6 separate regions of the Sus scrofa genome follow, and regions 1, 2, 3, 4 and 5 are each linked to region 6. The links are chromatin contacts, called in public Hi-C and HiChIP or PLAC-seq maps. All regions are on one chromosome and are shown on one strand. The core of a region is the stretch at or near the end of the contact, and the rest is flanking DNA. Distances in the headings are between cores, read along the strand shown.

What was found. Hi-C and Micro-C count contacts between places; a contact is called where the count stands out from the background. HiChIP or PLAC-seq counts read pairs in DNA pulled down with a chosen protein or histone mark.
Region 1: a contact with region 6 is called in an H3K27ac HiChIP or PLAC-seq map of skeletal muscle. The contact joins two enhancer-like sites. A contact is called at or near these places in 1 of 47 Hi-C or Micro-C datasets (skeletal muscle) and 1 of 2 datasets of contacts at active chromatin or transcription factors (skeletal muscle).
Region 2: a contact with region 6 is called in an H3K27ac HiChIP or PLAC-seq map of skeletal muscle, with 4 times the contacts expected there. The contact joins two enhancer-like sites. A contact is called at or near these places in 2 of 47 Hi-C or Micro-C datasets (embryonic fibroblasts and skeletal muscle) and 1 of 2 datasets of contacts at active chromatin or transcription factors (skeletal muscle).
Region 3: an H3K27ac HiChIP or PLAC-seq map of skeletal muscle shows a contact between it and region 6, with 4 times the contacts expected there. The contact joins two enhancer-like sites. A contact is called at or near these places in 2 of 47 Hi-C or Micro-C datasets (embryonic fibroblasts and skeletal muscle) and 1 of 2 datasets of contacts at active chromatin or transcription factors (skeletal muscle).
Region 4: an H3K27ac HiChIP or PLAC-seq map of skeletal muscle shows a contact between it and region 6. The contact joins two enhancer-like sites. A contact is called at or near these places in 3 of 47 Hi-C or Micro-C datasets (psoas muscle and skeletal muscle) and 1 of 2 datasets of contacts at active chromatin or transcription factors (skeletal muscle).
Region 5: a contact with region 6 is called in a Hi-C map of skeletal muscle, with 4 times the contacts expected there. The contact joins two enhancer-like sites. A contact is called at or near these places in 4 of 47 Hi-C or Micro-C datasets (epiblast stem cells, fetal skeletal muscle and skeletal muscle) and 1 of 2 datasets of contacts at active chromatin or transcription factors (skeletal muscle).

Annotation. Positions count from the first base shown.
Region 1 is chr10:11,023,092-11,027,595 of Sscrofa11.1, reverse strand. The region is part of intron 2 of LOC100520091 (a long non-coding RNA gene); the gene reads left to right. It overlaps LOC110255581 (a long non-coding RNA gene), which reads right to left. Exons shown (of 2, transcript XR_002336123.1): 1 at 1,709-4,504. Among named protein-coding and RNA genes, the nearest start is that of DUSP10, 120 kb to the right of the region's middle. Within about 2 kb of position 1,850, at least 28 of the 83 cell types and tissues checked have an H3K27ac peak or open chromatin away from gene starts, as enhancers often do. A contact at or near this core is called in skeletal muscle, where this site is marked.
Region 2 is chr10:11,231,889-11,236,704 of Sscrofa11.1, reverse strand. LOC110255736 reads left to right here. Exons shown (of 7, transcript XM_021065090.1): 4 at 2,606-2,707. Among named protein-coding and RNA genes, the nearest start is that of TRNAT-UGU, 79 kb to the left of the region's middle. Within about 2 kb of position 1,949, at least 4 of the 83 cell types and tissues checked have an H3K27ac peak or open chromatin away from gene starts, as enhancers often do. A contact at or near this core is called in skeletal muscle, where this site is marked.
Region 3 is chr10:11,212,151-11,216,836 of Sscrofa11.1, reverse strand. All of the region lies in intron 4 of LOC110255736, which reads left to right. Among named protein-coding and RNA genes, the nearest start is that of TRNAT-UGU, 99 kb to the left of the region's middle. Within about 2 kb of position 1,691, at least 2 of the 83 cell types and tissues checked have an H3K27ac peak or open chromatin away from gene starts, as enhancers often do. A contact at or near this core is called in skeletal muscle, where this site is marked.
Region 4 is chr10:11,002,204-11,006,828 of Sscrofa11.1, reverse strand. The region is part of intron 3 of LOC100520091 (a long non-coding RNA gene); the gene reads left to right. Among named protein-coding and RNA genes, the nearest start is that of DUSP10, 99 kb to the right of the region's middle. Within about 2 kb of position 2,033, at least 5 of the 83 cell types and tissues checked have an H3K27ac peak or open chromatin away from gene starts, as enhancers often do. A contact at or near this core is called in skeletal muscle, where this site is marked.
Region 5 is chr10:11,117,932-11,122,241 of Sscrofa11.1, reverse strand. The region is part of intron 5 of LOC110255736; the gene reads left to right. Among named protein-coding and RNA genes, the nearest start is that of TRNAT-UGU, 190 kb to the left of the region's middle. Within about 2 kb of position 2,046, at least 19 of the 83 cell types and tissues checked have an H3K27ac peak or open chromatin away from gene starts, as enhancers often do. A contact at or near this core is called in fetal skeletal muscle and skeletal muscle, where this site is marked.
Region 6 is chr10:10,739,392-10,743,568 of Sscrofa11.1, reverse strand. All of the region lies in intron 1 of LOC110255633 (a long non-coding RNA gene), which reads right to left. Among named protein-coding and RNA genes, the nearest start is that of DUSP10, 160 kb to the left of the region's middle. Within about 2 kb of position 2,303, at least 4 of the 83 cell types and tissues checked have an H3K27ac peak or open chromatin away from gene starts, as enhancers often do. A contact at or near this core is called in fetal skeletal muscle and skeletal muscle, where this site is marked.

The DNA of each region.
Region 1 (4,504 bases), core at 601-3,100, 280 kb before region 6:
GGAACCATGAGGATACGGGTTTTATCCCTGGCCTCCATCAGTGGGTTAAAGATCTGGTGCTGCCGTGAGCTGTGGTGCAGGTCACAGGCGTGGCTCGGATCCTGAGTTGCTGTCGCTGGGATGTAGGCTGGCAGCTGCAGCTCCTACTTGACCCCTAGCCCGGGAACCTCCATATGCCTTGAGTGTGGCCCTAAAAGGAGAAAAAAAAAAGTTGCCCGAGAACCGTTACATGAAGCATAAAGTAAAAAATCATTCAGCATGACATTTCCATTACAGCTGCTGCACTTCTGCAGGGACGGTCCAGCCATACTAGCACAGTTCTCAGGCTCCAAAAGACCATCACTTTCCTCATTTTGTTTCCACCGCATCCAGTACTGACACCATTGTCTTTACTGGATTCCACCCATCCTTCAAGACGCAGCTGAGGGTCTCTCGACTGCAAAGCCCTCTGGCTCTCCCGGGGCTCATCCCTCAGCTCCCCAGTGCAATGAATCCCTTCCTCCAGCACTTCCAGCATCCATCTTATTACATTATGGTTAGTGATTCAGGTCCGATGGGAGACAGACAGGAACAGGCAGGAGGCAGGATGCAGTTGACTCCATCCTCTGATGGAGAGAAATCCAGGGTATGCTCTGGCCACCCAGAGAAGGGGCCCTGTGGCCACTCTGGAGAGGCTGGGTCCTCTGAGAAGCAGGTGTGAAGACGGCGCAAGTGAGCAAGAACATTTATTAGGGACAATGCGTGTAGGAGAAAATAGGATGGGGCACCGGAAGGGGCCAAAAGGACCATCAGACACACTACAGACGCGCCCTGGACTTCAGAGCAGCACCTGCCCCCCGAGCCGGTTATGCCTCTGCAGTCAAAGGCTGCAAGGTGCACTTACACCACAGAGTGCGAGGCACTAAGTAAAAATACCTGCAGAGGCATTTTGTAAGTGATTACACACCGTAAAAATAACAGTTGTTTTCATCATAAACCTCCAGGAACTATTATCCATAGTAACATCAGAACATCTCAGAGTTAAGCAAGAGGCCAGTGGAGAGAAATTAACCAATGAAGCCACAGATGTTGGTTTTGCAATCGCGTAAGAGATGGCAGGCAACATGAAGACTTTTGTTCTCAAAAGCTCTGAGTGAATTTAGATCTTGGATTTAGCAACTGGCGAGGCTGTGAAACTCCTGTCCCTTGGGTCTTTAAGATTGTAAACAAGCAAGCAACAAGAGTGGAGTCAGTATCCGCCACGTGCTCATCAGCGTGCTGGATGCCCTGGGGACGAGGACCACGAGGGGAAGCTAGCCCTGGGGAGGAGGCCAACGGGGAGGTGAGACCAGTCTCATAGATGACAGAAAGATGGATGGACACAGCTAGACAGGTAGAGCTCTCTGATGCGGAGAGACCAACATCGCCTGCTCAGACAAAGGAAATAGAGCCTGTCCTTGACCAGGAAACCAGGCGGAACCCACCCTATGACTGTGCTATGTCACTCCTCTACTTAGGGATCAATTATTGACAAGCCTTAGAAATGACAAAGACGAAATAAAGATGAGAGTGAAATCAGTTAGATGGAATGCATGGAAATGTGCAATGAAAATATTGCCATCAGGTGGCTGAGTAGGATCTCCCTGAGGGTTCCAGATCCTGAGCCCCACCGGTCACCCAAGCTTCTAGAATAAAGTCATGCTTCACTCTGAGTTTCTGAGCCACTGACCTGAGCTTTACTCATCCCGTCCGTCCGTCCTGCGTGCTTCCCAGGTGAGGGGAGTTTCCGGGCTCCCGAGGCTATAGATGGTCTAATGGACACTCTCACCCCGGCCCTGGCCTCAGATTCCCTTTTCAGGGAGAGAGAGGCTCGGGCGGGCTGAGTCATCCCCGTGATAAACGCTGTAGTCACTCTAGGGAGGTGTCCCCAGCTGCCCCTGCTGGAGGGCACCCAAGTGAGTAATGCTGCCAGGGTCACGTGGCCCTGGAAGGGAGCTGGATCCCGCCTGTGCCAGGTCCATGCAATGAGCTTGCTTGCAACACACACACACACAGATCCTGACAGTTCCCCCAAGGGGACCGGAGGCCTGTCTGGGGGTCCTGTTGACTTAGAAACTGAACTTGCAGATGGAAGGCTTAGGAGCCAGTGGACAGACAAGAGAGGCTGACAGAAGCGAGTTCCTAGAGAAGAAAAGTCCTTGGAGGAGTGTTGCCCGGGGATCCCTGGGTGGGGATCTCCAGGGGGAGCCTGCCCCTTTCTACACAACCTCAGCACAGTGCCTGGGGCTGACACTGGCCCAGGGAAAGGGGGGGGGGTGTCAACATCTCCCAGGCTCGGGATAATCTAGCGGCTAAATGCTACCATGGGAATCTGGGTCCAGAACGCACCAGACCCCAAACTCTTCCCCCTGGCATTGGCCACAGGGGCTGGAGTTCTGGGGAGCTGCCCAGCAGATCCAGCACGATGCTTTGTGCAGTCTCACCTTAAAGGGATTTTATCCAGGCTCTTTGTCTTACTGAGAGTGAGGCTCGAATATTTGCTCCAGGCTTCATAGCGTCCTTCAGCTTGATCTTCCATGTCGTTCATTTGGGTCTCGACTGTTGACTCGAAGCTCCCACGTGCTCCTGTTCTCTTGTTTCCTCCTCCCTCCTGCTCCTCCTCTTCCTCCTCCTCCACGTCTCTCTGTTGCTCTCTCTCCCTCTCTCCTCTCCTCCTCTCCCACATGGACGTCTGTCCCCTTTAGGCACTTGGTTTCACTGGGGTCATTATCTTCCGTGGTCAGTTGGTTCGTTCTCTCTGTCTTTGCCCTCCTCAGTGTCTGTTCCGTGGCTCAGGTCCAGGGCTGGGTACCTGCAGCAGCAGCCCACCAGCAGGTTCTAGAAGATCAGAGCCTCCCCACCCCAGGGCTTGTCCTGCAACAGCTCATAGATTGTCGTTTCCAATAGGAAACCATTCTGTTTTTGATGTCAGCTGTACAGGCCAGTGCTCCCGAGACTCGGAGTAAGGAGAACACCAGCAGTGGCTTCTGAATCTGAGAAGGGCGATGCATTGGCATAATGTGTGTGTGTGTGTGTGTGTGTGTGTGTGTGTGTGTGTGTGTCTAAACTCCTTTCTTCAACAATACTTGTGTTCAGCGTATTTGTGGATAAGACACTCTCATCTATTCTGAATAACTGTCGGGGACACCAGACGACGTGGCGAAGCCCTTGCTCAGGTTACAGATGGGCAGATGGAACTCGGGACAGTGAATTGAGGCTCTCCCAGATTCTTGGTGGTCAAATATGGCCTAGAGATTCCGTCTTCTGAGCCTCCGTGACCAGGGGCCCTTCTTCTGGGTAAGATGTACAAAGGTTACAGCTGTAAATATTAAATCGGTGCATGTAGAGAGCTTGGAGACCTGGGTTCCAGATACGGCTCAGCCCTGGGGTCTAAGACATCAAATCCTTTCTCTGAGCTTCAGCTTCAAATACATAAATAAATAAATAAATAAAACCACGAGCTTCAGTATTTAAATATTTAAATACTATCCTGTCACAAGCTGTGGTTCTGTTCAGGATCCTTTTTTACGTGCATAAACACAAACACACACACCCCACTCATGTTGTTTAATCACTTCCTTGTATACACGTTAACCGTAAAGAATAACAAAGTGTCACTGGGGTGAGTTGCAGGCATCAAACATGCCACGCGACTCCCCAGGGAGTTCTGGAGGCGGGCTTGGTAGCCTCCCAGGTGTGTCCTCCGCACTTTGCCCTCTCCCATCTCCTATCTCATCAGTTTGCATGATCAAGGCCCGCTTATGGGTGGCTCTCCTCACTTGCAAGTGAGCACTTTTGAGTGTCTAGACTATGCCTTGTTCACAGATGTAACCTCAGGACTTGACATTGGACCCAAGCCCTGGTGGATGCAATTGGTATTTTTCAAATGAATGAATCAAGGAGCGAGTAGATGAATTTTTCTTGTTGGCTAACTTCAAAACTTCTGTTAAGATTCTTTCCTCAGAGCGTTCCCACTGTGGCTCAGTGGTAGGTAACAAACCCAACTAGGATCCATGAGGATGCAGGTTTGATCCCTAGCCTCGCTCAGCGGGTTAAGGATCCGGCATTGCCGTGAGATGCAGTGTAGGTCACAGATGTGGCTCAGATCTGACATTGCTGTGGCTGTGGTGTGGGCCGGCAGCTACAGCTCTGATTTGACCCTAGCCTGAGAACGTCCATATACCGCATGTGTGGCCCTAAAAAACAAAATAAACAAAAAGATTCTTTCCTCAGCAAAATTTCTTCTACATATTATGAATCTTTTTTGGGGAACTATTACATATGCAATCTCCAGGCTTTGATTGTATTGGGGCGTTAAGGCCCTTTTTCCAGGCATTTTATAGTTGATAAGAAAAATACTAGAGCCTCCTGTAGCTCTAACACTGGAAGATTTAATCCCAGCCACCTTTTCACATGCCTGGAACACGATAACTCCATGGCTCAGTCGGGAATTTTCTAATTCAAGCTAAGTTCCTCAGGCACCCTC
Region 2 (4,816 bases), core at 700-3,199, 490 kb before region 6:
GATCATGCTAGGACCTACCTGGTAGGGTATTTGGCAGGATGCAAAGAGAAGTTAGATTTATTCACTCCAATCCTTATTCGGGACTGCCAGGGCCGTTCAAAACCATGAGACACCACTCCTGGCCCAGGCTTGGTCGTGTCCCCCTGCAGAAGAATTTCAACACACGTGGCTTCAAAAAAAAGTAAAACCCATCTATGCAGCCCCTCCTTGCCAGGCGCCCCAAACAGCAATTGTGAAATGCTAATAGTTCCTTACTATGAGCTCATGTTTATGAAGCGAACAAGTCTATGGGTTCAGAACAGAAGTGTAAATGAATTTTTAAAGTCTGCTAATCTGTTGAGCATTTAGGGTCATAAATAAGTGTATTCATTGGAATCGCACATACGTTTCGTCTGCTATTGAAGCAGTTAGCCAGCACCATGGCATGCTGTTCGGAAGGCAGGACTGCAGCAGAGACTGCAGGTGCTGGAGCCGACTGCTGACAAGGCAGCGGTTCCAAATTGGATTTTAAATACCCACCTGCCATTTCGTACGTACATTCTAGGACACTCGCACACATTTGAAGAAGCGTTGAATTAATTGCTGCTTTTCAGGAAGCTGCAGCAATTGCAACTTCTTTTCTTCTTTTGTAACTGGCTTCTGATGTCCAGGCCTGCAGATGCCGCAGGATTTTGCTTAACACAGCGAGGAAGTGTTGATTCAGGCCTGGACACTGAGCGGGAGATGAAGATTTCTTCCTGGAAGAACTCCCTTTGCGGGAAGCTTGTTAGAGACGAGCTCTCTGATGGTGTGTGTGTGTGTGTGTGTGTGTGTCTAAGTTTTCAAATTGGGAAAATGAGAATGAAGTTACAGACTGGAGACAGGCCACCTTTTTCAAAAGGCAGCTTTCCTCGAGCTTCAAAAGTGCACTCAGGCCTTCGTGGAGCCCACAAAACCTGTCCTTGGTCTCCTTCTTCTCTGTGGCCTTTTACCCCCTTACCGTGTGATGACTCCTCATTCTCTTGCTTCTTCTCGCTCCCTCTAATCCTCTGTCCTGACCCCCGACTGCCTTTGAGAACCAACAGACCTGCAGGCGACTTTTCTCTCTCTAGTCAAAACTTGGAGTTCCCGGCCTGGCTCAGCTGTAATGAACCTGACTGGCATCCATGAGGACGCGGGTTCGATCCCTGGCCTCGCTCAGTGGGTTAAGGATCTGGTGTTGCCATGAGCTGTGGTGTAGGTCGCAGACAAGGCTTGGATCCCGAGTTGCTGTGGCTGTGGTATAGGCCGGCGTCTACAGCTCTGATTCGACCCCTAGCCTGGGAACCTCCATATACAGCGAGTGCGGCCCTCAAAAGACAAACAAAGCAAAACAAAACAAACAGAAAAAACCTCGCTCGCCCTTGGTGTGGGTTTTGAGCTGGCCAATGCTCTTCCTCCCCCAGGAGTCACTGTTGAAGCGTGGTCTCTGACGGTTGACTCACGGGCTATTATGGGTTGGATTGTGTTCCCCCTGAAATTCACGTTGGAATCCTAACCACTAATACCTCAGAATGTGACCTTATTTGGAAATAGGTTTGTTGCAGACATACTTAGTTATGTTGGTGTCATAATACCGGAGTGGGGCGGCCCTCGTTTAACAGGGCCTTTGTCCTTGTAAAGGGGAATTGCACCCACGGATGCACACGGAGGGGGGATGCAATGTGAAGGCGAAGCCAGAGGTCAGGCCGATGCCCCTTCAAGCCAAGGACGGCCAGAGGCTGCCTGCAAACCGGCAGAGGCTGGACCAGGCCTGCGATAGGCTGGGATTTTCCGTCACAGCAGAAGGGACCAGCCCTGCTGACGTGCTGATCTCAGACTTCAGCCTCCAGAACCATGAGGCAGGAAAATCCTGCTGCTCTAAGCCGCCCAGTCTGTGGGTCTTTGCCGCGGCAGCCGCAGCAAAGGAGGACAGGTGCTGCCTTCCATCAAAGCCATCTCAAGCAGCGGCGCGGTGGTGGGACAGGCTTCTGGAGGAGGGCAGGCAGGGCCCTGACTCGGAGCAGGAAGGCTTGTCATCTACTTAGATGCTTCTCCCGGTGCCACCCTACCCAAGCCGGACCCTGCGAGCCTCCCGGGGGGGACCCCACTCATGGCTCCACCTGCCTTTTTATACATAGAAAACCGCTAATCAAAAATGAGTTTAATCAGAGAAGTGAGAAGTACAGAGAAAAAGGAAAACAGCCAAGCAAGACAGGGCAATAAGAGCTTAGCCCTTCAACACCGTCGAGCACCTTCAGTTCTTCAAAGACTATAGATAATATTCTGAGCAATGTCCTTGAAGCCGTTTGACAGGTGCCGAAGCCCCGGCAGGTGGAAGAAGTCAGCAGGTGCTGCCCGCAGCACGTCGGCCCCAGAAGGCTGATGATGCGGAGCCCCAGGGACCTCGCCACCCACCAGTGGGGAAGATGTGATAGCTGCTGTAGCAAAGCTGCATCTCTTGTTGCACATCTCCTAACACCCCGGCTCCTTCAACACTAAGACTCCTCACTAGCCCCTCTAAAAGAAGGACACAGTCTTCGAGGCACTAGCCCGCTGTGTCCCCTCTTTGCCTGGCAATTAAAGCTACTTTTTCTGTTTCTTCCAGCTCTGCCTCTGGGTTTCTATTTGGCGTCATCCGTGTGCAGAGGCGGCTGAGATTTCGGCAACACAACAGCCTGGCCTTGACTGCAGCTCCATCCCCAGCTCGGTTAGTACCATCTTGTACTGTTCCTTGAACCAGGTGGAGATTCGCCATCTGTCTCTGGTGGCCCCTGGGTGACCTGCTGACCAGGGGCTGAGGATCGTCAAATAGTCATTACCTGTGGCTTCGGAAATGTCATTTCCTGTATTAGCATAGATGAGACACAGTCCTGTTGGTTCCTAGACGGCACGAGGCCATTTATAGTCATAAAATACAGTCTTAGAGATACTCTGTGGGCCCTGGCGCAAAATGAAAATGTGGAGGCAGGTGGGGTGGCAGAGGCAGTTTCCCCTCCTCTAATGCCAGCGGCCCCACCTGTGCCTGGATTGCTTGCTACCTGGATTGAAGCTCACCCGCCCGTCCCCCAAGTTGCCATTCAAATGTGCAGTGGTGCTGCCAGCCAGGTGCAGGGTGACCCTGTTCCAAGATTCTACAGCGTGGACATCTTACCCCTGGTCCTCCTCCTGCTGGGGGCAGAGGATGACAGCAGAATGCAAGCCTCTCCCTCCAGGGTTCCTTGGTTTCTACCCCAGATGGTGGATACAGTGCTTTGAGATGGCATCACAAGGGACCAAAGAACCAGGGCAGAGAGAGCAGCCAGCCGAGAGGCGAAAAGTGGGGAGATGGTGGAGGTAGGATTGCCTATGAGAAGAGTGCCACGTCCCCTGCTCCATTGTCCCAGGGACCTCACTTATGAAGCACACATTCAAAGATACAATTATTGGGGATTTCAGGATGGCAAGTCCAAGTGCGTGCCCCTTCTGAGGGTGGGGCTGTGCATGACTGCACTGGGCAGCCCCGTTACAGGCGCACTGGAGTGGATGGACTTTTGCTCAAAAGGTTTTAGAAATACTGTTGTGTCACGTGCTGTGTCCTAGCTGGAGGATGAATTTTCTGGGCAGAAAGAACAAATAAGAGACCCCATGGGTGACCATCCACCCTCGTAGGCTGGGCTCCAGACTAGAGCCTGGGCTTAAAGGACGAGCGAGATGGTCTAATCCAACCCCTTCCTTAACATGGGAGGGTATGAAAACTTGCAAAGAGACCCAGGGGCAGGCAGCTGGTTCTGGTCAGATCTAGGGCAGAACCTATGTGATTTTGCTATTAAATAGGTTTGAGACGAGCTTGAAGAAACTCTGGAGGGTGATGGCTATGTTTCTCTCTTTTTTTCACTTTTTAAAGTTGTATTGAAGTCGAGCTGGCTTACAGTGTTGCGACAATTTCTGCTGTGCAGCAAAGGGATGGAGTTCTGCATGGACACAGCTCCGTTCTCTTTCCGGTTCTTTCCCCACGGGGACCATCGCGGAACACTGGGTAGAGTTCCCTGTGCTGTGCAGCAGGTCCTTCTTGGTCAGTCATTCCTTCACCACGGGTGTGCACGTGCCGGTTCCAAACCCCAGCTCGTTTCGGTGGGAGGGACGGCTTTTTGGGTGTGTCCCTTTGTTAAAACTCATCAAGTCGTACACTTTAAATACCTGCCGTTTATTGTATGTCCATTAGAATAAAGCTGCTTCAGTTATTTCAGGTAGGACTTTTAAAAGATCGCTTTAAGCATAAGCGAAGCAGTCAGTAGGAACTTGTCAGGAATGTAGGACAGAAGCGAGCCGTTTACTAAACAAACCCAAACCTGCCATTGGTGTTCGGCTTTGGGTTTAAAAGGGCATCTGCTAATATCATCTCCAAAAATTCCTCAAGGGGAAAGTCAATGTGAGAGACTGTCTCGGAGAAGCAGAAAGCTCAAAGCTGGCAGCTGGGGAAGGTAGGAGAATAGTGAGGGCCCTGAAGTTGCTGGAGGGATTCTTTTTAAAATGAACCTCGCTTCTGAGGGGACGCGTGGGAGCTGTAAGAGCTTTGATTGCCATTTGATGGCAAGAGTGTTTCTGCTGTGTTCGCTTCTGCGACAGGGGTCCCCACCCACCTGCAGGCATCTGTGTGGAACAGAGGACAGAGGACGAGGAACCTTCTAGACCCCAGCTACTCCCTTGAGGCTCCCTTGTCCCCTCCCCCCTTCTTTCCCCTCCCCCTCTCCAGGCAGAACCAAGAGGCTGGAAGTGGCCGCCTTCTTTCTGATCCTAGGGAGATGGTTGGGGTCCAGAAAAATTTGATGCCTTCTCT
Region 3 (4,686 bases), core at 442-2,941, 470 kb before region 6:
CCCACAGAGGAGTTTTGATCTTAGAATAGCCAAGCAGGGGATGATTTTTGTAATGATTAAAATAAAAGTAAAAACAGAGGATAAAAACAAAAAAAAACCCACCAAAATTTCACAGCAATTTCAAATATGTATCGGTTATTTCCCATATATTTCAGAAAATGCTCCTGTAGTGCAAACATTTATTGCACATATATTGCATTGAAATAAAATAGTCTGGGCATTCCCGTTGTGGTGCAGTGGAAATGAATCCGACTAGTATACATGAGGATGCGGGTTCGATCCCTGACCTCGCTCAGTGGATCAGGGATCTGGCGTTGCTGCGGCTGTGTGTAAAGCTTTGCTAATGAAACAGACGACAGCTTGGATTTGGCCCTGTGGGTCATAGTTTGCTGGTCTCTTGCTTAGAACAAAACTTGACTTACATAGTAAGTGGTATGTAAGTACCAGTAACTCAAATGAACTAAATATGTTCCATGTGAAAGGGACATTTTTTAACGGTGATTATGAAACACACTTGTACCACAGCTTTGTAAGGTAAAGGCGATGAGATCTGGAGAAACATACACAGGTCACACACACACACAGGTACACACACACACACATAGGTACACACACGTACACACATACATACACAGGTACACACAGACACACACAGAGTTTATCCTGTTACGGTTCATCAGCCGTATTTAATTCATTTCTCACTGATTCTCCCTTCTCTCCCAGAATGTGCCGAGTTATACTCCCCTGTGACCTTTCTTGGGGAAAGCTTACTTACTTGTCTTACTGGGACCTGAGCACATATCAAATCTCTGTATAACGTTCCTGGAGTTCCCTCGTGGTGCAGCGGGTTAATGTTCCTGTGGTACAGGTTTGATCCCTGGCCTAGGAACTTCCACATGCAGGCAGACCAAACAAACAAACAGACAAACGAAAACGTGAACAACATTCCTAAGGCAAATATTAATGGGGTCTTAAGTTCTGCTTCATTAATGAAAATAACAGCGATTTGCTTGTATGTTTTTAATCTGTGTAATATTTATAAATGTGCAGTTATCGGCATGTCTCAGCGTATCTTTCAATAAATGATCACTTCGGGGCTTCATGTTGGATGATGAATTTTTATTAGGTTCCACTTGAATTTTGTTTAGAATCCTTCTTTGAATGATGCATCACTGGCAGGGTAGTGTGACAGGCAAAAAAGAATGAGTAAGTGGCAGTATCTCAAGTGGAGCCTCCCAGGCTACAGCAGAAGTGCACACCTGCAGGCACCTGCACCATTCACTCCAGTACAGTCTGGTAAATGGGCTTCAGCAAGAGGCACAGGATCTGGGGAGGAGAGACTGCTTCTTTTGTGTTTGTTCTGCATCAGATTCTGTATCATGCGCGAGCGCACGCGGGGCGGGGGCGGGGGGGGCGTTTGATTAATCCCCCTGGGTGATACTCAGGACAGTGAGGATGAAGATGCTGGTGGTGACGAAGGGGAACTTTGGTTTTCCGGGTGGGTGGCTGAATCTCAAACGGAAAAGAGGCTGATCTGGGCTGCGTGGTGAGCTTCAGTTACCTAGGGCCTTGAACTTTTTATTTTTCTGAGCCACTGGCCAATTTTAGAAGTCCCACCTGCCTGAGGAATATCTTTGCTTCCCTGGTAGCCATCCCAAGCAAGCTCTGACACAGCCAGAAAATTTGCTGACTGTACCCAGAGAGTCCACCAGCTGTTCTTAGAGTGAGCAGACTGTTTATGTGCCCTTCTGGTCAAGTCACACTCAATGCTGAAGAATAAGGAGCTCATTCAGTAATAGCTGAGTTGCTGCTTTTTTTTTTTTTTTTTAAACCCAAAGGCAAAATTAAAGCAATACAACATTTTTGCCAGTCACATTCTGTTTGAAAAGATGAATCATCCTCATGTTTGTGCTCAAAGACATCTGCTTAGGGGCAAGAATATTTGCAGGCTAATTTTGTGCAAGAATCACCTTTTGACAGCAGATCAATATGAGAATATGTGTTTGCTCTGGGGAGGAGGGAGAAAGCACACATCTTGCCAGTCAGGAGAAAACTTGAATTGCTCCTTCTCAAATGGATCATGGTAATGTTTTTACGTAGGTCAAAAAGTCACAGACAAGGACATATAAAAAACTAAAGAACGAAATCTCCATTTATGTTTTGAATAACTCTCAGAATCTTTTTTTTTTTTTTCTTTTTTTTTTTTCTTTTTATGGTCGCACCTGCAGCATATGAACGTTCCCGGCCTAGGGGTTGAATCAAAGATGCAGCTGCTGGCATATGCAACACCAGATCTGAGCCACATCTGCGACCTGTGCTGTAGCTTGCTGCAATGCTGGGTTCTTAACCCACTGAGGGAGGCCAGGGATCAAAGCTGCATCCTTACAGAGATTATGTCATGTTCTTAATCTGCTGAACCACAACGGGAACTCCCTCTCAGTTATGTCTTAGAAACAACTGTTTACTCTCCCTCTGATTAACTTTAAATTGAGGGAGATGGCAGTTTTAAGCACATTTGAAACTCCTTCCTTCTTCTGTCTTTCTTGTCCTGGATGAAGGAGTCTGATCTGAAGAAGCAGGGGCAGTATTAAGGACTCAAAGTGACCTTAAGAAGTTTGGGTCACTTTGCTGGTGGCAGGAGAATGCCTGAGAGAATTTTCTGTACACAAGAGTCATTTTCAATGAAAGTATTTTCAGTGCAAGCTGTGGATATGACTAAAGAGTCAAAAAATTTCATTTAATTTTAGATAAAAGTGGAAGTGAGTAAAATTATTTTTATCCATAACTATGATGAGAGAATGAATACAGGTGGCCAATTAAAACACTGGATTTTTTGAAAAGAGAGAAGCCAGGAATCAATGATAAAGACACATGTTCATATAAAGAGATAATGCTCAAAAGGTTCTTAACTCTCTTACTGCATGATTCCCTCTGTTTCAGAGAGCTGGGGGCAACAAGAAAACAATTACATTTAAAAATTTTTTTTCATGCTTCCTCTCATTTAAAAACTGTTTTCATAAATCTGCATGCTCTGTGAACTAGTTTGTCTTTTTTATTATACATGCAAAACCAGTATTCTCTTTATCATGATTGCTATTATTATTATTTAACTCTACTCCACTGCTTTCTCTGTTGGTGTCTTGCATCATTTCCAGTTACCGTCCTGACGATCTGCCAGAGGCCAGCTCCGGCGGCCAGGGAGTGTACACTTTCCTGATAGGAGATGGACAGAGTTGGCAAATGTACATACAGAGACAGCCTCTTTGTCCCTTCTTTCAGGGCGCTGGACTGCTCAAATTTTATTGGCATAAGTGGTTGATTATATAGACAGCTTTTTACTACAGATTACATCACAGTGTTAAAAGTACATTGGTTAACTATTACATGGTATAGCAGCTATACATTATGTTTTAAGATCTTTATCTTAACTTAGTGGGTACAATTTAAGGGCAATTAGGTACAATCCATCATGTTTTAAGATCTTTATCTTAACTAAACTTAGTGAGTACAACTTAAGGGCAACTAGGTACAATACATCATGTGGAAAGGAGGAGACTCAGTGCAAATCATCCCATGGCCAGCCAGTCTCCACAAGTTGAAGAGGTCACAGACACAAGAATTTGGCATTCACAAATCTTGTTTTTAGACTGGTGCTTATCTTTAAAGCTTTATGGCAGGGAGACAGTGTAAGAAAATATAAACCAACTTAACTAGCTATCACTTGAAAGCTTTTTAAATCAAGGACAAAACTCACAGCTAGGTTTCATGGATAATACATGTCTAACTTCTATGAACCTCATTAAAATCCTAACTCTAAAGTTTACTATATAACTAGTTAGTAGATAAACACTATGTTCTAACTAAGTTGGATTTAAATAGGGGAAAGTCCTTCAGGATGAAATTCTTATTATATTATTGTTGTAATTTTGTTAAATCACAAATCACCACAGGAAAATAAGAATGGAAAATAAGAATAATAAGTAAATAATCTGGAAAGACTGAGGAAAACTGAATAACAAGTGGATAACAGAAAAGACTATGTCATCCATGGAACAATCCTCACTCAGCAACGTAAAATGGAAATTGTTTCCTGGAAAATTCAGTTCCAGGAATCATCAGCACGCAAGCCTTATTGTCTTCTGGGGTCTGTCCTCAAATTGTGCCCTACAGGCAGACGTCTCCTTGTTTAGGAATCTGCCCTCGGAATTGCACCGTTCAGACAGGCCCCTTTTCTTGATTAGGGGCTTGCCCTCGGAATTGCATCGTTCAGGCAAGCTCCCTTCCTCAGCTCCTTGTATCTCCTCGGCTTCCCGCAGCGATCCACTTTGTTACACCTGGGGGCTTTCTGAAGCTACCAAACGCTGTGACTTGACTACACCCTGTGTCTAACTAGCTTCAAACCTATGTGGTTAATTTCAGCCTAACGGTGTGCTCTAAAGACTAGGAAAAACCATAGTATTTTCCAAGCTGTCATAAAATGTGACTCAGGCCTTCTGAAGGCAGCCATGTTTCAAACACTTAAAGGGGTCGAGAATGAACATCCGCCCTCAAAATGATTGGAAATAGAACCAGCAGCAAAATAAGACCTGTTCCTGGGAGCCTTGGGACCTCTCTCACGCCCTCATGGCTGTACCTGCTTCCAGGGTCTACAACTTGAAGGCATGTGCTTGTGTTGCTCAGTGGCCC
Region 4 (4,625 bases), core at 784-3,283, 260 kb before region 6:
GTATGCTAGTCAGCTTCTGCTGATACTCTGCCAGCCTGGCTGATCGGGACCTGCCCCCGTGATGAGCCATGGTTCAGCAGGAGAAGGAGCCCTGGGTCAACAGGGACAGGCTCTCAGCTCAGGGAATGCAGTTATATGTGTATGAAAATTTTCCTCTAAGTCCCCTCAAGGATGATCTCAGGGGTGATATTTTGTTGCTGTAACATCTTACCCTGAAACCCTTAGATAGAAAAATAGACTGATAGATAGATAGATGATACAGAAAAGTGATAGATACGGATATAGAGATAGATGGATATAGACAGGTGTCTCTATGTATCTATGTCGCCATCTATGAATCTATGTCTGTCTGTCTGTCTGTATCTATCTATGGCCTTTGCAGTTATAATATCCATATTGTGATGAACCACGATGTCTGCAAAAAGGCAGTCCAGCTGGGTGAGTCAGCCCCAGGTGGGCTTTGCAGGCCGCAGCATCCAGAGGCTTCATCCTCCCGACCATTCATGGAATGCACTCGGTCTGGAAGTCGTTAGGAGCGCATAAGCCCAGAACGCCCTGATGTCATCTTTAAACGGTGACATGATTCCAGAGCGTAAAGCTGAACCTCACATGACTTTCCCTAACTACATGCTTATGACTGACCCCAAATTTCCAGCAGATGCACTAATCTTTTCACCCCTGCTGTGTTTGGAAGAGCCTCTGTGATGCCAAAATGCACAAATGAGCTTGACTCGGACCATTCTCAGCTGCTTACGGCAGCCTCTAGCTAACCCTTACCAGCTTATTTCTATTTGAGCCACTTTTTTGCATCGTAAATACTTATGGTATACGATTAGCTGAAAAAATACGGCACAGCATTTTATGTAGAGCAGCTCAACAACTTAAAATAGGAATGGAAATATGATGGAAATAGGTTCACTAAAATATTAAGTAGTTTTCTCTGGGTGGATTTATTTATTTTTTTGTCTTTTGTCTTTTCAGGGCCGCACCCCCAGCATAGGGAGGTTCCCAGGCTAGGGGTCTAATCAGAGCTGTAGCCGCCGGCCTATACCACAGCCACAGCAATACCAGATCCGAGCTGCATCTACAGCCTACACCACGGCTCACAGCAACACCGGATCCTTAACCCACCCAGCAAGGCCAGGGATTGAACCCACAGCCTCATGGTTCCTAGTTGGATTCATTTCCGCTGCATCAGGACGGGAACTCCTGTTTTTCAAAATATGTTTAGTACCATTTCTCTGGATTTAAAAAAAAAAAGTCTACAATGATTCTATTAATAGCATTTATATTCACAAGTCTGGGGCTATTCAACGACTTTTACATGGATCTTATGAGCACAAAATGAGATAACACAAGGAAGGCAGCTGAAGAAAAGGGGGGGGAGCATTTTTGTGTTTATGGTGCTTAATGGACTTCAGAGGAAGCAACAATAAAATTTTAACTTAAAAATTATCCGAGAACAGATTGTACCACCTCCACAGACAGGTGATAACTGCGTGCCAAGTTAACACATCCGCCTCCAGTTCTGCCTCAAACGATGACGTGAGGCCTTAGAGGGCCTCGGAGCAAAACGGCAACGTGTACCTCAGAGGTGAGGCGTGCTCGGCCTCACGCCCCTGTGTCCATCCATTCACTTCACCTTGTCCGTGTCACTCCTTGGCCCAGTAGGGACGTTTTTGGCCCATGAATGTGCCCCGTGGCCAGGCTCCCCCTCCCAGCTGGTCCAGCCCTAATGTTGGGGACTGTGCCCCCAGCACCGCGGGCAGTGCGGAGGGCCGGAGGCGGGCGAGCTCTGGGTCTTCCACTTTTCTCCACTCTGCTGTGCACGTGCGCTGAACGCCATCTCTTTGAGTGATGACATTTGTCCGGGCCAGATGCTCAGCCCCAGTCTCGCTTCCTCTTCTTTCGTGTCTCCTAAGGGGCGTAATCCAGTGTCTAAATATAAACTGTCATCTGAAAATACATACCCACTTCTGCCAGGGCTTTTATTTTTCTCCCAGATGATGTTACCAAGGCTTCTATTAATAAAGGTAAGGCCAAGTGGCCAAACATGGCTCTTCACTTCTTTCCAGGTGGAGGGAGGGGGAGCCAGGGCTCAAGGTGCCCAGACATGAGCTGCCCCCTTCTTTTCTCTGGGAAACACCACAGCAGGTGGCACTAGTACATGGGACCATGTGTGCTTGCACCTTACCGTCACACTGCAAGCAGCGTCCACCACCAGTATTGCACCTGTAGGGAAGAATATGCAAGAGGTGGACTTTGACCAAGGCGGGGTGTGCAGGAAGAGCCCCATAAACCTGGCCAGGCCCCAGCTCTCCAGCACAGCAGTTGCCTACAATTCTCACCATCCACTGCGGTACCAACTCTTCCTACTACCAGGAAGGTGCCACCACTGGAGCAATCTAATGGCCCATATGCAGCTCTGTCCTCACCCTGGCCGTGCCCCAGAGAACACACAGGGAAGAACTCGATCCTCATCCTCACTGATCTCTGCCCATACCATCCAAGAACCTCTAAATAAACCCTGCTTACTCCACTCCTAATTATAGCCATGTCGTATTGAGAGCTTACTCTGGGCCAGGCACTGCAAACATAGGACTTGTCTGAACAACACCTCTATGAGATGGTTGTTATTCTGCTTAATGGATGCAGAGACCCGGGCTCAGAGAGGTTAGATAACCAGACTCAGTCATGTATCCCAATATAGTAGAGTCTGGATTCAAACACAGACCCACTGGACTAATTCTTCTAAACCACCGTGCTTTCTTCGAATTCCAGTGGACTGATGTAGTATTTTCAAGACAATTCAATAACTACCCATCCTCCAAGGGCAAAGGAGTGGGGTCAAGGAAGGGTTACACTTCTTGGCCTCACGCTCACTCTAAGTGACCTTAGTGAGCAGGACATCAATTTGCAGTCATCCCTTCTGAAACCGAGAAAGAGCAGAGTGACACCTGAGCTGCCCTGGTGGGGATTATCCTTTCTGGGACTTGGGACATCAAGCAGGCTTCTTATAAGGGGACTCGAGGTTATGCAATTGCATCTTCTCCCAGAGTTTACAAAGGCTGAAGGAATTTGGTTCTACTATTAATAGCTCAGATGCCTCTTGCTAGAAAGGGTGACATATGTCCATCCTGAGATAACACATGACCTAGGCATGTAAATTTATGGACAGAAAGGACCCTAGCAAAGGAATCAACGACTACTGGTTCATGGACAAGGCACAAGGAGTGAGAGACCTGATGTCATCCCAAGGTTGGGACGGCAGTTTGTCGTTGCACCTCTACTGCTCAAAATGAACATCGATGAGTTCTGGAATGATCCGCAGCCTAGTTACACAGAGGGTGGGAAAGAGTGATTGCTGTGCTGATGAGGGCATCTGCCTGGCTCTGAGCTTCCTCCTGCCTGGTGTCCTAAATGGATCTGTCCTTCTCATTCAGATGGGAAAGCTCAGGTCGGGGGATCCAGACAAGTGGGGTGGGGGGGAGGGCTGGGAAGGGCACGGGGCTTAGGGTCTACGGGCCCCCATTCAGGACTACCTAGTGAGGGCGTCCCTTTATAGAAGCTGGCGTCACAGCCTTCTACCCTGTCCTGTGGAACAGCTGTCAAGGGTGCTGACCAGCAGCCTTGACTCTGCTTTCATCTAAAGTATTTTTACTGCATCTACCTTTTCCTGCCTCTGTCCTTGCGTGTGTCTCTGGTATGTGATCTCAGAATCCAGCTCAAACAGTGTATTGTGAGTGAAGGGCTGAAGATGGGAGAGAAGGTTAGGCAGAGGCACACACATATTCCCCATACCCTTGGAAAGGTCACAGTCTTACCGAGAGCACAGACACATTTTTAGAAAAATATAAGGAAGACAAAATACATGATGCTGTGTGGTTTGAAAGGAAGAAAAATTACCTTTCTCTCAGAAGACTCATTTGTATACATGAGATTCCCAAACACGGTAAAACAGGCATCGAGGTGCAATGGAGAAACGTGGGCTTATCCGTACTGTTTGTACAGTGGTACAAAAACCGTTAGAATTTTGAGGGGAAAAAATATCAGTATAGGCCTTCCCTTTCAGACATACAAAAAATAAATGAAAGCTGGAAAAAAAATTGAGTATTTAAGAAGAAAACCACAACGAGAAGATAATAAGAGAAAAAATATCTAAAACTCCAAGTGGGAAAAAGTGAATTTAAGAATAGAAGTAATAAAAGAAGTCTCTAAAAAATCTGATAAATTACAGATTTGAGCCCTTTAAAATTTAAACGTTTTCCGTGGTTAACGTATTTACTAAAATACGACCTAAATGAAGAGTTTTTTTTTTTTTTTTCCAACTGAGTCAGGAAAAAATACTGCTTCAAACCAGATTAGCCAATGGTTAATTCATACCTGTATTTTTCTAAATGGCTCATAGCAATTGCCTGGTCAAAGCCAGCAGTGGAATCAACCCATTTCACAGGTAGGAAAACCGAGAGCACCAAGGGGATAAGAATATTTCTAACTATTGTACCTTTAAACAGTTGTAGAACCCATGTGCATTTTTTCTCCAGTGGGGACCAATGGAATCTTGGGACCAAGGGACCAAGCCTAGAAATCTCCATGGCAACAGTGGTGACCAACCATTGCCCAGG
Region 5 (4,310 bases), core at 797-3,296, 380 kb before region 6:
TGAGTTTTCTTAGGAAAAATTTAATGATTTTTTTTTCATTTCCTCTGAGCGAGACAACCAAATGATTGAAAATTAATTGTATTTCCTTGTTCTCACATATTGCAAAATCTATTCCAATGGATGTTTGCTTCCGTTTCTCAATATTTTCATGGAAATTATGACCGCCACATAATGAAGCACTGCACATTCTAATGGTGTTGTAACTCTTGCCTTCTGAAACAGTGAATTTTCAGCCAGAGGGTAGTGGGGCTGGCATATTGCAGAGTTTTGCTGTGTCCACGCAAATAAATGGTACGCAACTTTTGACTTGCCTGCAAGAGCTTCTGTCTGGAACAGCGCAGCTGGGGCCTCAATGACCCTAGCTGAAAACACTGTCTGATGCCAGGGACTTTGCCTCTGTCTTGCATGTCCTTGCTGGCGGGGGGGGGGGGGGGGGGAGCAGGGGGAACAATACTTTTCCATGTTAGAAAGTGTTGGAACGTTCAGGAACATCGAGGTCACAGCGATGGCTGCCCTGGGTTGGCTCAGATGCCCATTAGACACGGGTAGCCTGGCTGTTTCCTAATTGCCAGGCTGCAGCCTCTCCATCGGCTGGTTCCAGGCACTGCTGCCTCTGTGCCGGTATTTGCAATGTGCCTGCCACCTGCCCAGGGAGCTTGTCATTCTTTTGACCTCAGCTCACAGCAGGTTGTCTTCTGGGGAGTTTCTTTCTTCCTTTGTCTTTTTAGGGTCTCACCTGTGGCCTATGGAGGTTCCCAGGCTAGGGGTTGAATCGGAGCTGTAGCCGCCGGCCTACGCCACAGCCACAGCAATGTGGGATCTGAGCCACGTCTGCAACCTGCACCACAGCTCACGGCAAAGGATCATGGCAACACCGGATCCTAAACCCACTGAGCAAGGCCAGGGATCAAACCTGCAACCTCATGGTTCCTAATCGAATTCGTTAACCACTGAGCCACGATGGGAACTCCCATTTCTGCTCTTAAGTCACCCAATACAAGCACTTTGTCATCGCAACCTTGGCAAACTAATACATCATGTATGCTCCCTTTGTCAGAGTTTGTGTGGATTGCTTTCCTCTTGTGACCAAAGTAAGTAAATATTCGTCATAGACCACCTGAGTTACGCAATAGAATTGCACGAAAAGGAAATCAGTGGTCCTTTATCCCACCGTCTACGGATAACATCATCATAAACACTTCGGTGTTCATTCACCCGGTCTTTCTTGTGCGTGTGTGTGAATTTCTTTTTCTTTTTAGGGCCACATCTGTGGCATATGGAGGTTCCCAGGCTAGGGGTCAAATTGGAGCTGCAGCTGCCGGCCTACACCATAGCCACAGCAACACAGGATCTGAGCCGCATCTGTGACCTACACCACAGCTCACGGCAACGCCGGATCCTGAACCCACTGAGGGAGGCCAGGGATCGAACCCACATCCTCAGATGCTGGTCAGGTTTTTAACTTGCTGAGCCACCACAGGAACTCCTGAATTTATTTTTTGAAACACGTTTCAGATGACCTACATCTGGGCTTTTGCACTTTACTTCTGCCGGGTAAAAGCAAAGAACTCAAACCCGTGAAACCCAGGCCTTTCTAACAGCCTCAGAAAATATGCTGGACAATTTTCAATCTTTCCCTAAACCAGGGAGTGGCCCAACTGGCAGGGAAAGCTTCTGGTTTCTGACAGACAGATGCTGACATGTGTCTAATGAATTTAGCGCTTAGCTCTAGCTTATGTTCAACTCCGCGGTGCCTGGGAGATAAGAAGCAATGGGTATCGTGTAAACCCCTTGACAGCCTCTGGGCTCCAGGACTTAGCATGTCTTTATCATCAGGTCTGTTTACAAAGAAAAGTCTTTGGAGGGTTTTCCCCATGGAGCAGCTTTCTTTCAATACGGCATCTGGTGAAAATATTACACGAGCTGCGTGCAGCTTGTCTGCTCCAGTTACAGGGGGGAAATTGCTCTTGGCGGCCCACGGGGGCCCCTTGAACTTGGCCTGTTAGCTGGCCGGCTGTGCCGCAGCGTGAGCTCGTGTGCAGCTGGCGCTGCGAAGCGGGAGCAGGAAGAGAAGCCGAGCCGCCCGTGGATGGGGAGCTTGTCCTAGGTGAGGAAGGGGGTCTGCCTTTTCCCAAGCGGGAGCCAGAGGCCAGCAGCGCCCAAAGGGCCTCCGCGCATCAGCAGTGCTGGATGCGCCCTCGCCTCTCTGCTACCCAGGGAGCCTTCGCCCCTGGAGGACTGGTTACACTGCCTCGAAGAGGAGAGGGCACCCAGGCCAGCAGCGGTCAGAGCTGGCGGCCGGGAGCTGGTGCAGCCTTTACAGGCCTTTCTGCTCATTCTGCCCTCTTCCTCCTCCTCCTCTTGCTTCCTTCCTCCTCCCGTTTGTTCATTCTCGCTCCCTCCCATCCCTCCTCTTCCTTCCCTTTTGCTTTCCTTCAAAAAAGCAAAATAGTAAAAGCGAGATTCCAGGCCAAAGGGGAGGGAGGGGCGGTCTCTGCTGCCAGTGCTCCCGCAGGGCTGCTCCTGGCTGCAGCTGACTTCACACCTGCCTTTGGGTGCATCTCCCCAGGCCTGCCCCACGCCAGACTCCCCCTTCCTGTCATTGCCTGGCCCCAGAGGACCATCTGAGGTGCCCTGCTCACAGGAACCATCCTGTCCTACTGAGCGGGGACAAGAGAGACCTCCGCTCTCATTTCCTTCCACCAAGGTCTCTCTGACCCGCCAAAGTCCCGCTCCTTCCCTCCTGCCCTCACTGGGGGCTCAGATCCCCTGACACTGGGCCTGGGGAGATGCAAGGCAGCCTCACTGCAGCTGGAGGCAGGTCCAGGGCTGACCACGCAGGGGGAGATTGCCAGCTTCCTTTCAGGCACTAAGGGGACATGCACGGTCTCTAGAAAAGGGAAAACGCCCATGCAACCAACTGCAAGTCTGCCTGTTTCTTTTTACCAGTTAGCGAAAACAGACTTCACCAAAACAAACAAAAAAAAAATTGTTGGTCTAAGTTCTGAGAAACTGCAGTTGCTGCTGAGTTTTCAGAATACATCAACTTTTTCTTTTTCTTCTTTTTTTTTTTTTTTTTTTTTTTCTTTGTAGGGCCACATCTGTGGCATATGGAAGTTCCCAGTCTGGGGGTCGAATCAGAGCCGCAGCTGCCAGCCTACACCACAGCCACAACAACGCCACATCTGAGCCGTGTCTGCCACCTACACCACAGCTCACAGCAACACCGGATTTTTAACCACTGAGCGAGGCCTGGGATCAAACCTGGGTCCTCATGGATACTAGTCAGGTTCGTTACAGCTGAGCCACGACGGGAATGCCATAACCTTATTAATTTTTAAAACAACTGTTAATCATTTTACTAAAATTAATCATGGTGGTGGGACCACTGTTGTAACTTATTTTCTTGGTTTATTCTTCAGAAAAACCAGAGTAAAAACCAAGTTAAAAACTGAAAATCAAATCAAGGAAGAAACAACACAATAGCAGTACGATTTAATAATTGCACAAATTGTACCCTTTCCGGACACTTCAGTTTTATTACAATTTGCTTAGTAGTTAATATTATACTTAGTAGTATAATATTATAATGCTATAACCAAAGAACCACATTTCAAAGCTGCCAGGTAACTATAAAGTTATTAAATAAAGAGTTCTGCTTTTTCTCCCTTTTTGTGCCATCACTTGTTTTTTCCCCTATCTTTGATTTGGGGGTTTCATGTTATGATTATATACGCCTATGAGATTTAGTGAATGCAAATTTGCACTGGTCATTACTGGCATTCTTCTGGTCATTATTGGTATTCTTCTGGTCATTATTGGTATTCTTTTTCTTCATGTTGGCTAATGTAAGTGACGTCGTGGAGGGGTAGATGCAGGTGACCAGCTCTGGGTGTCAGACCTCTTAGGTGGGGGGCCACACGGAACCCCCTGTGCCAACCTGGTAAAGCTACGCGTTTGCGGCAGCGACCAGCAGGGGGCGCTGGAGATGCTAAACTCCCGGCCCGCCACCTTCTCAGGAGCCCTAGGTTCCAGGAACACAGGTGGGCACGGCTGCCTGGAGGCTTTCTGCAAGGCAACCTATGCTTTCCTTCGAACCGAGACCAGCCACATCTGAGTGTGTCACCTCCACGGCCTTTGCGCACAGCCACGCCACTGTCACCCTCACAAGGTCTCCTGACCGGTTTTCTGCTTCCATGCTCATTTCTCTACGGTGAATTTTCTGTGCAACAGCTAAAGTCATGCTGTTAAAAATGAGTCAGACTTGGGCCACCTCCTGCGTCACCCACGGGAATCCTCTGGTTGGAAGA
Region 6 (4,177 bases), core at 1,054-3,553:
GGACAAAGGCTCGTCTTCCCTACATTTGGGGAAAGACTGGCTTTCGAAAAGGGTATTCGTCTAAGTTTTCATGAAGGAAAACCCAATATATGATTTATTTTCTCCTAAGCTTCCATGAAGCTAATTTTTAATTAATCTTTGCACCACAAAGCTGCTGAGACTTTTTTTTTCTATCAATACTCAGGAATCCATATATGCGATGTAAAATTACTTAACATTGTCCATAAACAAACAAACAGTCTACAACCAGAGTCTCCCAATAAGAGAAAACTCGATCACCTAGGGTGAATTTTCACATTAATATTCCTTATCCCCTAGAACCAGCCATTGACTCTTTATTTCTGGTTTATTTCATGCTATCCTCAGAAGTCATTTATATTTTCAAACTTATTTTATATTCTGGTCAGAAACTAGAGTTTGGAAGAAGAAAAAAGAAAAAACCCACTAAATTTATAATGAGAAGCTACAAAAAAGTGGTGGTGTCTGTCTCATCCAGAGGCGCTTTTGAACAAAGGCCTACTTCCCCTTTGGGTAGAAATACCCACCATCTCTTCTGAGATGCCAAGAGAGATGCTATAGAAGCCACTTGATGCCGGCAGTCATCCCCTGAATCGTCCCTGCCTGCAGGGATGCAGGGATGCAGGGATGCAGGGATGCAGGGATGCAGGGATGCTCAGAGGTCCCTCTTTACTCCATCCACCCAAGAGGAGTGGGATCGAGGGAGAATAGGAGACTATACTTGGTAGTTTGCCAGAATGTAAATTCTGACCCAAGCCGCTTGTTAGAAACTGAGCAACAATGACTTTGGGGTCTTCAGGATGCTAGCTGATGCCCCCCAGGTAAATCTTGCATGGGTTCCTGCTGCTTCCCCTATTTTCTTGTTGGGTGACCGGTTACAAGGTCTCAAGAGGTAACTGTTCTCTTTTACACTCATTTTCCTCAGCAATGTGTGGACTCCGTTCCTCTATAGAGAACAGTAGAGTCTTCTGAATAAATATTAATGAAATGGACGGAAGCTCTTCCTCTCTTCGACGTCTTTTATCTTGTTAAGCCCACGGAAAAGTCTTTCTTCAAAGACTCAAAAGAAGGGTATCTCCCGCTTCTTAATAAGCAAACCATCCAAGTGATAGAATCCTGTACCTTAAGAAACAATGCAGAGGAAAACCTCTCTAAATGTGACCTTTCGGGTGACAGGAGGACCAGGAATATTCCAGGTCACAAAATCTGCTGAGGATAGTGAAAATAACAGCTCTTCTTTCTAATTGACAGGTAATTGGCTCCAGCAATGATTAGTCAAATTACCACATGCTTCTTTAAATGGAAAACTTCCAGCAGGTATTTGTTACTGATAGTTACCTGAGTGAGGGGCTGCTTCAAAAAAGAAGGCAGAGGAGTTCCCGTTGTGGCTCAGTGGTTAACGAACCCGACCAGGAACCATGAGGTTGCGGGTTCAATCCCTGGCCTCGCTCATTGGGTTAAGGATCTGTTGTTGCTGTGAGCTGTGATGTAGGCTGGCGGCTGTAGCTCCAATTAGACCCATAGCCTGGGAACCTCCATATCCCATGGATGTGGCCCTAAAAACACATAAAGATAAAAACAAACAAACAAACAAAAAGAAGGCAGAGGAGTTCACGGCAAAGACAAATAGGAGATTGGGTGTCACCATTCACCGAAGATAAATCTGAAATAAATATGAATTCTTCTGCAATTAGACCATAAACAATTAGGGGAAAATGCATTAATAAAAATTGGATTTGCTGTAACTATTTTCTAAAATGAAGCACCTCCGAAACTTCTTCCTTTTTGTAACAGTATCTGCCCCGTGGCCTGTGGCCTCTCCCCAAACAACTGTTAATAGCTTGGTCCCAGGAAAAGCAATACTATATTTCTAGCCTGTGTGGTGGGACTGGTTGCCTAGCATTGCGGTAAATTTTACCAAACAGTTGGCAGAAGGATCAGACCAGCTTGGCTAAATGAATTCAGCCATCACGTAAGACTGCAGGGCATATTAAGAAGGCATGTCCCTCAGAGCATTTGATACTTTCCTGTTACAGCCCCCCATCCCCCGGTATAATGCTTTGGCTGAGCAGGACGTAATTCGATATTAAACGAGGTTCTTGTTAAGTAGATACAATGAAATAATGCTGAGTTTTTGTTGCATTAGCAGAGGTAAATGCATTTTATTAGCACTCATTAGAAGGAGGGAAAACTTGGAGCTAAGGATTCATTAGCCGAAGGCGGCCCCTGCGAGGTAGAGCGACTGAACTGTTTGGGGCCAGAGGAAGGGGACCCGGCCACACGCAGCAGGTTCTGAAAGCCTGGCCTCCCTCCATCCACCCTAAGTCAGATGTCTGAGAACAGTGTGGGGTAGAAATGTTAGCTTCAACCGCGGGCCAGCTGAAAATATGCGTTTCTTTCGAAAGCTGTTAATTTGACAAGAGGCAGAAGCCCCAGAAAGAAAGTACAATCATGATTTATGCTTTAGATTCAAAAGGAAGTCATTTACTTGGGGATTTGGAAAAAATGCTACCAGCTCTCCAATTCTGAAGATACATCATGAAATCTGCTTTTATTCTACGTTGTTGTTAGGAAAAACCACACACACACACACACACACAACACCCCCCCCACACACAATTTCTCTAAAAAAAAATTCCCCCCAAAACAAAATTAATATGACGAAGCTGGGGTTTTTTTTTGGTCTTTTTTTTTTGCCTTTCCTAGGGCCGCTCCCGCGGCACATGGAGGTTCCCAGGCTGGGGATCTAATCAGAGTTGTAGCCGACGGCCAACACCAGAGCCACAGCAACACAGGATCCGAGCCTTGTCAGCGACCTACACCACAGCTCATGACAACGCCAGATCCTCAACCCAAGGAGCAAGGCCAGGGACCGAACCTGAAACCTCATGGTTTCTAGTCGGATTCGTTAACCACTGCGCCATGACAGGAACTCCAGATGAAGCTATTTTTTTGTCTTTTTTTTTTTTTTCTGGGCAGCACCCATGGTGTATGGAGGTTCCCAGGCTAGGGGTCAAATCTGAGCAGCAGCTTTGGGCCTGCACCACAGCCACAGCAACGCTGGTTCCTTAACCTACTGAGCGAGGCCAGGGATCCAGCCTGTGTCTTCGTGCATAAAAGTGGGGTTCATTACTGCTGAGCCACAAAGGGAACTCCATGAAGCTATTTTTGTTTAATCACACTTCACCAAACACAGTTTTAAGCTAAAGGACTGAATGATAATACATTTTCGATAACCTTGGAACATCAGAATCTGGGGGTTTCGTCGTCGTGTCATGTCTCTTCGACGCAGCTCTACAGAGTGTTCGGTTTTATGAAGACATCCAGCTACGGGTCTACTGTTAACTCTTAAGACATCTCTGCTCACCAGCGTCTGTCTCTGGGTTGCCAGCCTCCCACTTCGCATCATCTCCTGGAGCCCTACCCGGGCTGTTCTCCAAACCTAGCGCCAACCAGATCCATCCCTGGTCCTTCCAAGGCCCTCCCTCCCATTCTCCCTCTGGCATCTTCACGGCCATCCTGGGTTGCAACTTCAGCATCATTATTATTGTTTTTTATGTTCCCATGCAGTCAGCTTACTAACTCTCTAGACCTGACCTCTGCAACGCCCTTCGAGCACCCTCTCTTCTCCATCGTCCCTCGGCAGGTCAGCCCTCCCCTGGATGTCACTGGGTCAGTTGCCACAACCTCAACAACGGACAGGGTCTCTCTTCCTGTTTTCCTCCAGGACACTCCATCTTACTCACAGATGCCAGAGTCATTTTCCAGGATCACAGCTCCAAATGGGCAGCTTTTCTTGCCTGAACTCTTCAGTGGGCTTCTACTGTTTTGTCAAATGAGTGTGATGTCATCTGTTGCAGAGCTGTAAAGCTCAAAGAAGTTAACAGAGCCAGCCCACACCCAGCGGTTAGCTCAGAGGGAGAGCTCGGCAGTGGGTAGCTTTGATAACCTGTTGTCCACACCCTTGCCGCAACCAAGCTGAACTGCGCATGCTCGCCGTACGTGCGGCCTGTGGCTCCTTTTCCTTCCCTGCTCTCGTTCAGATCGCTTGGCCGGGAGAACACTGTCCGCGTCCCCCCACATTCAAATTGGATTTAGTCTCTGAGACCCACCTCCAGGGAAGGGGTACATGTCAAGGACTCCTCCTGATCTCAGCAAC